Regions from separate parts of the Mus musculus genome. Here region 2 is linked to region 1. Evidence: chromatin contacts called from public promoter capture Hi-C data. All regions are on one chromosome and are shown on one strand. Each heading gives the region's core, a stretch centred on a gene start, on an enhancer-like site or on the middle of the called end of the contact. The rest is flanking DNA. Distances are from core to core; before and after follow the strand shown.

Region 1 (3,810 bases), core at 330-2,829:
GGAGCCTGTCCAAAGCTAGGGTCACTTCATTCTCAGTCCAAGATGCCGGCAAGCTGTACAGAGGCAGGGTTTAACCTAGGACTCTCACCAAGCTGTCACCTACCAGACAGCCCTTTAAAGGTCTTGTGGGGCAGTGAGGCAGAGAATTTAAGGGCAAAGGGCTGGAGGGGTCTCTCTGGGCTTCCAGTCCACAGCAAACACAAGGGTGCTGAGTGGGGTAGTGCCTATGGACCTCTCCACGGCCGGCCTCAGTAGCTCAGCCTCCAGTCCTCAGGTGGTCTACCTGTTACACATTCTGTTTGCAAGCTCATCCCTCCCTGAGTCACAGGGAGTGTAGGGGTGTGTAGGGGGAGATCTGCACTGTGCTCTCTGTGGATGGATGCTCTCCAGGCCTACAGATGGAGACTGGTTCACTCTACCCTGGAGTCTTACCTGCTACTTACCTGTCTCTGTTGAGTTAGTTGCTCCTGATCGGCTGTTTTTGATGATAGGGGCGGGGGAGGCTGTGGTTACCCTCCCCTGTTCTATTGAGGTTACCTTCTTCTCCTTGAAGGCAGGAGGTCTGAAGGGAGTTTGGTCTTGGTCTTGCTTTCTTTCTGTTTCTATTTCTGTCTCTCTCTGATTCTGTCTCTCTGTCTCTGTCTCTGTCTCTACCTCTGTGCCTCTCTCTCTCTCTCTCTCTCTCACACACACACACACACACACACACACACACACACACACACACACACAGTCAGACCCCAGGCAAATGGTGGGACCCGAATTCCTGGGTAACTAGGGAGGAAAAAGGCTTACCCTGGCAGGGATTTTGGGTTACTGAGGGCAAAGGTCTCATGAGGGGAGTCGGAAAGTGGTAGGGACACGGGCGCTGGGGCCTTGAGGGGATTCAACCTGTTCAGAGAAGCCCCGTAGGGCGTCTCCGAGGTCCCCAGCTCCGCTTCAGTCAGGGGCCTCTATTGGGAAAAAGGGTTACAGTCAGGTGGCTCAGCAGCGGCGGCCGTGGGAACCGAGGTTGAAGGTGTGCACTCTCTGGCTCTGGAGGTCTCACCCTTCAACCCTCCCGGGGAATTCTGCAGTGTGGACCTCCAGTAGCCCTTTACTTAGCTCAGAGCCTAGGACGCCGGCCGTGCGACCCCGCCCCTCTCTCTGAGCACGCGCGGCCTCAGTTTCCCCAGGACCTCAGTTTCCCATTGCCTCTGACGCCAGCAATTCCCGTGCTCCACCCGGAGCGTAGTGCAGAAGCCAGGGGTGGGGGTGGGGCTAAGCCCGAGGGGGCGGTCGCGTCCGTCCGTCCGTCCGTCTGTCTGTCTGTGATAAAAAGCAGGTTAAGCCTCGACGGCAGTCTGACGACATTGGGCAGGAGTTACAGCACTCACCGTGGACAGGGCTTCGGGGGCCACAGGGTCGGGGGGGTCCCTGCTGGCGCTGGCGTTGCTGTCGCACTAGCTGGGGACACCGAGGCACAGCGACCGCTAGCAGCCGCGCGCGCTGGAGACTGAGCACTGCAGAGCGGGCGCCGCGGGCGGGGGGCGCGGGCGGGCGGAGGCGGGGCCTGGCCTGGTTTGCTGGTCAGAGGTTCCAGCCCTGCCCACCCCTACCCTGCGCGTTTGGGGTCGGCAGGGGGTCTCTACCAGCACGGTAGTGGCCAGAGAGACCCTGCTCTGGGCACAGGGCTCAGTAACCTACAGGTGGGTGCAGGGACAGGTTGTGTTAGCTGTCCCCCCACCCCCCTTCTCCTGCCCCGAGGGAGGAGGCTGTCACGGGGTCTCCTTCCCAGGGCCGCAGGGAAGCTACAGTCGCCCAAAAGAAACAGTCGCCCAAAGGAAACACGAAGTGCCTGGTGTTTCTTGAAGTGCTGTACAGCCATATCCAAAGTCAACCCTCTCACAAAAGCTCTGCTGCTCAGTACTACCCGGAGCTGCTCTCTTCCAGGGAAGTCAGCTCTGGTATTAACCTGGGACATCTCGTGATGTCACTGCTATCTGTGAATGTGTGCAGAAGACACACATTAAGCCACATCCTGCTGTTCCCAGCCCACTTCTCCTAAGGCCCCCTCCACCACTTGAGGTCACCTGGAGACTTGTTAAATGAGTTGCCTGTCCAGTTCCTAAAAGTGCGAGCTCTGAAGCTGGGGCAGAGGAAATACCTGACAGGGTTCTTTGTGTGGGTTCTCAGCACCCACTGGGAGTTGTTCTTGGCTGTTCCAGGGCTCAGTAGGCCCCTGAAGACTGACACAAACTTCGGTGGGAAACCACTGGTGGCCATGTTGCTTCTAAGTAGTTCCACTTTGGAGTTTATACCAAAAGTCTCATTCTTTTGTTTGTTTGGTTTGGTTTGATTTTTCGTTTCTCTGTGTAGCCCTGGCTGTCCTGAAATTCACTCTGTAGACCAGGCTGGCCTTGAACTCAAGAGTTTCCCACTACTGACCGGTTTAAAGGTCTCATTCTTATGGGAAGGACTCCAACCAGTGTGAGGGTCAGGAAAGCAGGCCTGAAAATTCTCCACTTCAGACTGTAGCAAATGACATCTCTGCTGAGGCGACAGACTTTCCAGAGTGCTGGGCGGGGGGCCTTTGTTCCTCATTACTGGGATTTGGAGAGGAAACATCTGAGGGACAACAGTCAGGCCATAGTCCTTCATTCCAGGGGACATACAGGTGAGGTCACCTGTCTGTATCCCAATTCACATCTCTGTCAGTCCCTCCATCCATCACTGAAGACAGGCACCAGAACAGAATATTGTCCTGCAGAATGCTCCGTTCTCAGTCAACCTCTGGCTTGGCACAGTCCGGCCAGGCAAAAGTGATAAAAGTCAAACCCACTGTCAGGACCAGGATATCAGATGAGCAAGGGAAGGTCCTGGACTCTATGCCCCACACTGTCCTGCTATAGGGGATAGGGGTTGGAGTGGGATAGCCAACTCCTCTCCCAGAGTCTGGAGTTGATGCACCCATAGTATACTCTTGTGTCATGTTTTGCCAACCTGTTGGAACACACACACACAGGGCAGTGGCAGTGGCAGGGGAGGGGAGAGAGAGAGAGAGAGAGAGAGAGAGAGGGAGAGAGAGAGAGAGAGAGAGAGAGAGAGAGAGAAACTGGTTGCCATGGTGACGGTAATGGCTTTGGGGTAAAAGGATGAACTAAAGCCTGCTGTAAACAGGAAGTGGAGGGGGGAGCACCACTGCAGGGGCTCCAACGTCTGAGACTGGGTTGGTTAAGATTTGCTCCTGTCTGATAGGAATCTGAGATCCAAACATGGAAAGAGAGGCTTTTAGTCACAGTACCGACTGGGTCCCAAACCCAGCCCCAGGAGTCCAGTCATCCCCAGGCTCTTCGCTCCACAGACCTTTGTGTGTGTGTGTGTGTGAATGAGTGACAACCCATTGGTGACTCATCCTAAGACTGGCATGGCTCAGATGCACTGCATCCCTTCTCCTTGCCTCAGAGCCTTGCTTGACCGCATCTATGATGCGGTTCAGATCAGTTCCTGAATTGAGCCGGTGATGGCTCATAGGATCAGAGACCAGGGGCTTTGGTTAGAGTTCCATCTTCCCCTGAGGCTTGCCAGAAGCCATCCAGCAGCTGAAGAAACTTGGCTTCAGAGGCAGATGTGGCTCAGGATAGCCTGCCTGACAAGTCAGTCCTTGAACTGCAGCTCACACCAAGTATTTTGTGACCTTCCTGAAGTCAGTGTCTAGGTACTGGAGCCAGCTCAGGTGTGGTGTGAGGTTTTCTTTTTTCTTTTTCCTCAAAACCAAAAACCAAAACCAAAACCAAAAACCCCAAAAAACCAGATTTTCATGTAGCTCAG
Region 2 (3,856 bases), core at 1,329-3,828, 620 kb before region 1:
ACAGAGCACGGAATAGGGCCTTCTGACTTAAAACCGTGACATTTTTGCCGCCACATCTGACACCCAGCCAAGTCTGTTTAATGGGCCCTGGATCTCGGCGTGGAAAAGACCAGGGAGGACAGGGAAGCCGCCTGCCAGGGAGTCCCTGGTAGCTCTCGCTGCACTCAGAGGCACCATGGTGCTTAGAACAAGCAGCACAGATGGAACCCTAAACAGGCATCTGCCCCAGACACCCACTCCAAGGTGTTCCTGTGTGAGTGAGCCCCGACTAAATGTTCCAGATCTGCTCGCTCGGAAGCCAGGTGGCAGCGACAGCGCACGCCTCTAATCCCAGCACTGGAAACACAGGCACGGGATTCTGAATCTAAGGCCAGCCTGGTCTACATGGTAAGTCCCTGTCTCAACCACCACCACGACAAAGAGGATAAGCAGACGTACATAGCCATAAGCTTTTCCAGGAATTCAGGGAAAGCTCATTTCTTTTGCTACCACCAAGGTAAGTCTCTCAGGTTGCACTTAGGGCATTTCTAGAAGCTTCCACATCATTAAGATGAAAGCTAAATTTCTCTAAAATGGTAAAAACTGCCTCATCACAAAGCTAGCTTTCTGGGCTATGCCTATAGTCCTGATCTACACTGAAGAGGCTGAGGAAGGAAGACCACATCAAGTTCACAGCGTATCAGCCTGAACCACACAGTCAATACCAGGCCAGTCAGGGCTACACAGCACATCTCAAAAACAAGAAAAGACAGCTCAAGGCAGCAGCCGCAGACTGGAGATTCTCTAGAGCCTGCAGTGGGCATGACTCTCTACAGCCTGCAGTGGGCATGCACTACTCCAGCAGTGCAGCTGAGGCAAACCCACCTCCTCAAGCTTCTTAGTTTTTGCCACATCACAGATCTGCCCTATCATTCGGATGCGATTGTTGAGGCCGCATTCACCACTCAGTTCCTAGAGAAGAGAAAAGAGGAAAAGGGCTGAGCTTTTAAAAAGAGGTCTTCTTACCCACTGGCCATAAACCACCTAACGTTGTTCTGCATTTCCCCTGTAAACCAATGGGGTTTCTTTCCTCTCTCTGTTTTTTTTTCTCTCTCTCTCTCCCTCCCTCGCTCCATCCCTTCCTCTGTCTCTCCAGCGTTTCTCTGTGTATCTCTGGCTGTACTGAACTTCCCCAGTGCTGGGCAGGATTAGCAGCATACACCAACCACCACCATCACCCAGCATTTTGTTTTGTTGTGTTTGGTTTGGTTTTTTAAGGCTGGATCTCGAGGCTGGTGAGATAGCTCAGTGGTTAAGAGCACTGACTGCTCTTCCAGAGGTCCTGAGTTCAATTCCCAGTAACCACATGGTGGCTCACAACCATCTGTGATGGGATCTGATGCCCTCTTCTGGTGTGTCATCTACAGTGTGTGTGTGTGTGTGTGTGTGTGTGTGTGTGTGTGTGTGTGTGTGTGTGTATGTTAAATAAATAAATCTTTTTTTAAAAGTTCCTAAAAAGAAAGGGTGGATCTCCAATTTAAAAAAGGAAACGAACATCTTTGAGGAGAGGAGGACCCAGTCTCACTACTGTAGCTCAGGTGGGTTACAATTATGTTGCCTCCAACTTCATAATCCTATCTCCTCTGCCTCTCACGTGCTGAGAGAGTACAGGGCATCTATCTACCATAACACTAAACAAAATAAGTTTTCATACAACACCTAACTTCTAAGGCAAGTGTGCTAAAGCAGGACACCAAGATCCTGAGGACAGGCATATATCTGTCTCCACAGTACTGGGGACAGCAGCCCTATGCAGATGGTTACCAGCAACCCATCTCCCACAGAACCCAATGACAGACAAACCCAGCCTTCCTAGCCTTTGTGCTGGGCTAGCCAAGACATTGGCCACTCACTCACTCTCAAGATTTCCGATGTGATGATAAACTCAGTCTGTTTGCCTTCTGCACACCTGGGATTTGGCCTCGATGTTCCCAATCCCAACAGTATCTTGAACTTCTCCTTCAAGCCGGAATCTTTGCTTGTTGGTTTGGCCATGGTGGGCAGGGCAGTACTAGAGAACTGCTCTGTGTAGAAATAAACATATTATTTGATACACCCCAGGAAAGGTTCTCCCTTCTGCCCTCGAGGCGAACCTCCAGAATCCTAGGTCAAGGGTAGGCAATAACCTGTCCTTCCTACAGCCTCTGGGGCAACTCAACTCCATGCAGGAGGAACTCAGCCACAAATCAACTCCGGAGGTATAGGCTTACTCTAGCGACCCGCCTGTTGATTGCCATTAGTTCTCCCTAGGTTAAGGAGGAGCTGTCGCGTGAATAGATGCAGAGGCCCGCTCACATTCGCAATGGAGGGCTTGAAGCGCTAGGACTTGTCAGCGGTGGGAGCGGCGGAGGATTGGAATCAGAACGACCAATTCCCCTCACCCCATCGCGACGCGACCACACAAACCATCGCAACCCGCCCCAGCAGTCAGAGCCTCCAGGGCTACTCACCCCGCGCGCGCCTTTCGCGCGCAGGTCCTCCTGCACCCAGGGAAGGGCGCACACCCCCGGCCCAGGGCAGCTGCCGGAAGCGCAACCCGTACTTCCGGGGGCGAGGCTTTGCTGACTATTTGCGTTGAGCTCTCTGGGAATTGTAGTTTCGCGTGCGCGTTGAGCAAGTGGTGGGATCGCGGGGCTGCTCGGAGGAGTAGTTTACAGCCCAGGCATGAACTCAGGGGTGCGGATGGTGACTCGCAGTCGGAGCCGCGCGACTAGGATCGCGTCGGAAGGGTGTAGGGAGGAGCTCGCCCCGCGAGAGGCTGCTGCAGGTAGCTCTGCGCCTGCAGGCGTTTTGGAGGAAAGGAGGAACGTGGAACTTTGGCTCCAGGCTTGCGTCCCGGGCCGCAGCATCTGACCTAAACTCTAGGCGCCGCGGAGTAGGCAGCTGCCTTGAATCTTGAATTGAAGCTACGCTTAAATCTCACGTGGCCCCACTTCTAGCTTCTTCCAAGGGTCTGGGACCCGCAGGGTCTGCAGGGTCCGTAAGACTGGGTTCTGGATGTATTCATCCACCCTTATCGCCAGTGAAAAGTTTTAGTCCAACCAGCCTAGCTTAGGACATTCACTTGCTCCAGGCTGTCCGTGGGACACAGCTCTGTTCTCAGAGCTGCCTCCCTCTCTTGTAGGGCCAGGCTGTGTGCCAAGAACACACCCAGCTAGAAGTCTTCTCTCCCAGCTGGACGGTGGTTCTGAAAGAAAACAGGCCCAGAGAGAAAACAGGAAAGGGCATGGCACTCATTGTGTTTGTCCTGTAGCCATTAAGGGCCTACTATGTGCCAACTAGTGGTACTCAGGGAGTAATTATCAGCCCGTCCCCGCCTGGGACTTAGACATAAGTGGCTAGAGCAGGAGTGTGCGTAGGCAGCAATGGTCTCCCAGAATCGGTTCAGTAGTAGAGATCCGCTGGGATCCAGGCTGAGGCTTGGCAAGGGCCAAGGGCCACAGAAAGTGTTGATACTGTTAAGGCAGCAAATGTTTTATAGTAGTAGAGTTTGGAGCTCATCCTAAATGCAACGATTTCTGAAAGGGGAGTTGCACTGTCCAGTTTGGGTGTGAAGAGAGAGGTTCTCTTGAATGTAACTCAAAGGACTTGGGACAAAGGAGAGAGGTTATATTATCCTAGAGGCTGTTACTAGTGTCGGTGTGCTAACAGGCACTTTGTCAGACTGTCATGTACTGTTGTGACAAGGGCAGAGCACAGCACTTCTGTACACATCGTGGTAGATAATGGACAGTTAGTTGCACAAACAAGTGTGGGGATGTGGATTGGCAGGTAAGCAGCACCCTTCCCCCACCCTCATATAAAACCCACTCCAAAG

Evidence for each region. Promoter capture Hi-C pulls out the DNA fragments that hold promoters and counts their contacts.
Region 2: a contact with region 1 is called in a promoter capture Hi-C map of pre-B cells, with 2.2 times the contacts expected there. The contact joins the promoter of Tsc2 here to the promoter of Baiap3 in region 1. A contact is called at or near these places in 2 of 39 promoter capture datasets (cranial neural crest and pre-B cells).

The regions. Positions count from the first base shown.
Region 1 is chr17:25,254,785-25,258,594 of GRCm38.p6, forward strand. It overlaps Baiap3 (BAI1-associated protein 3), which reads right to left and starts at 1,580. Exons shown (of 34, transcript NM_001163270.1): 1 at 1,377-1,580.
Region 2 is chr17:24,630,049-24,633,904 of GRCm38.p6, forward strand. It overlaps Tsc2 (TSC complex subunit 2), which reads right to left and starts at 2,579. Exons shown (of 42, transcript NM_001286713.1): 1 at 2,490-2,579; 2 at 1,897-2,063; 3 at 865-951. The coding sequence starts at 2,034. Nthl1 (nth (endonuclease III)-like 1 (E.coli)) reads left to right here and starts at 2,634. Exons shown (of 6, transcript NM_008743.2): 1 at 2,634-2,806. The coding sequence starts at 2,704.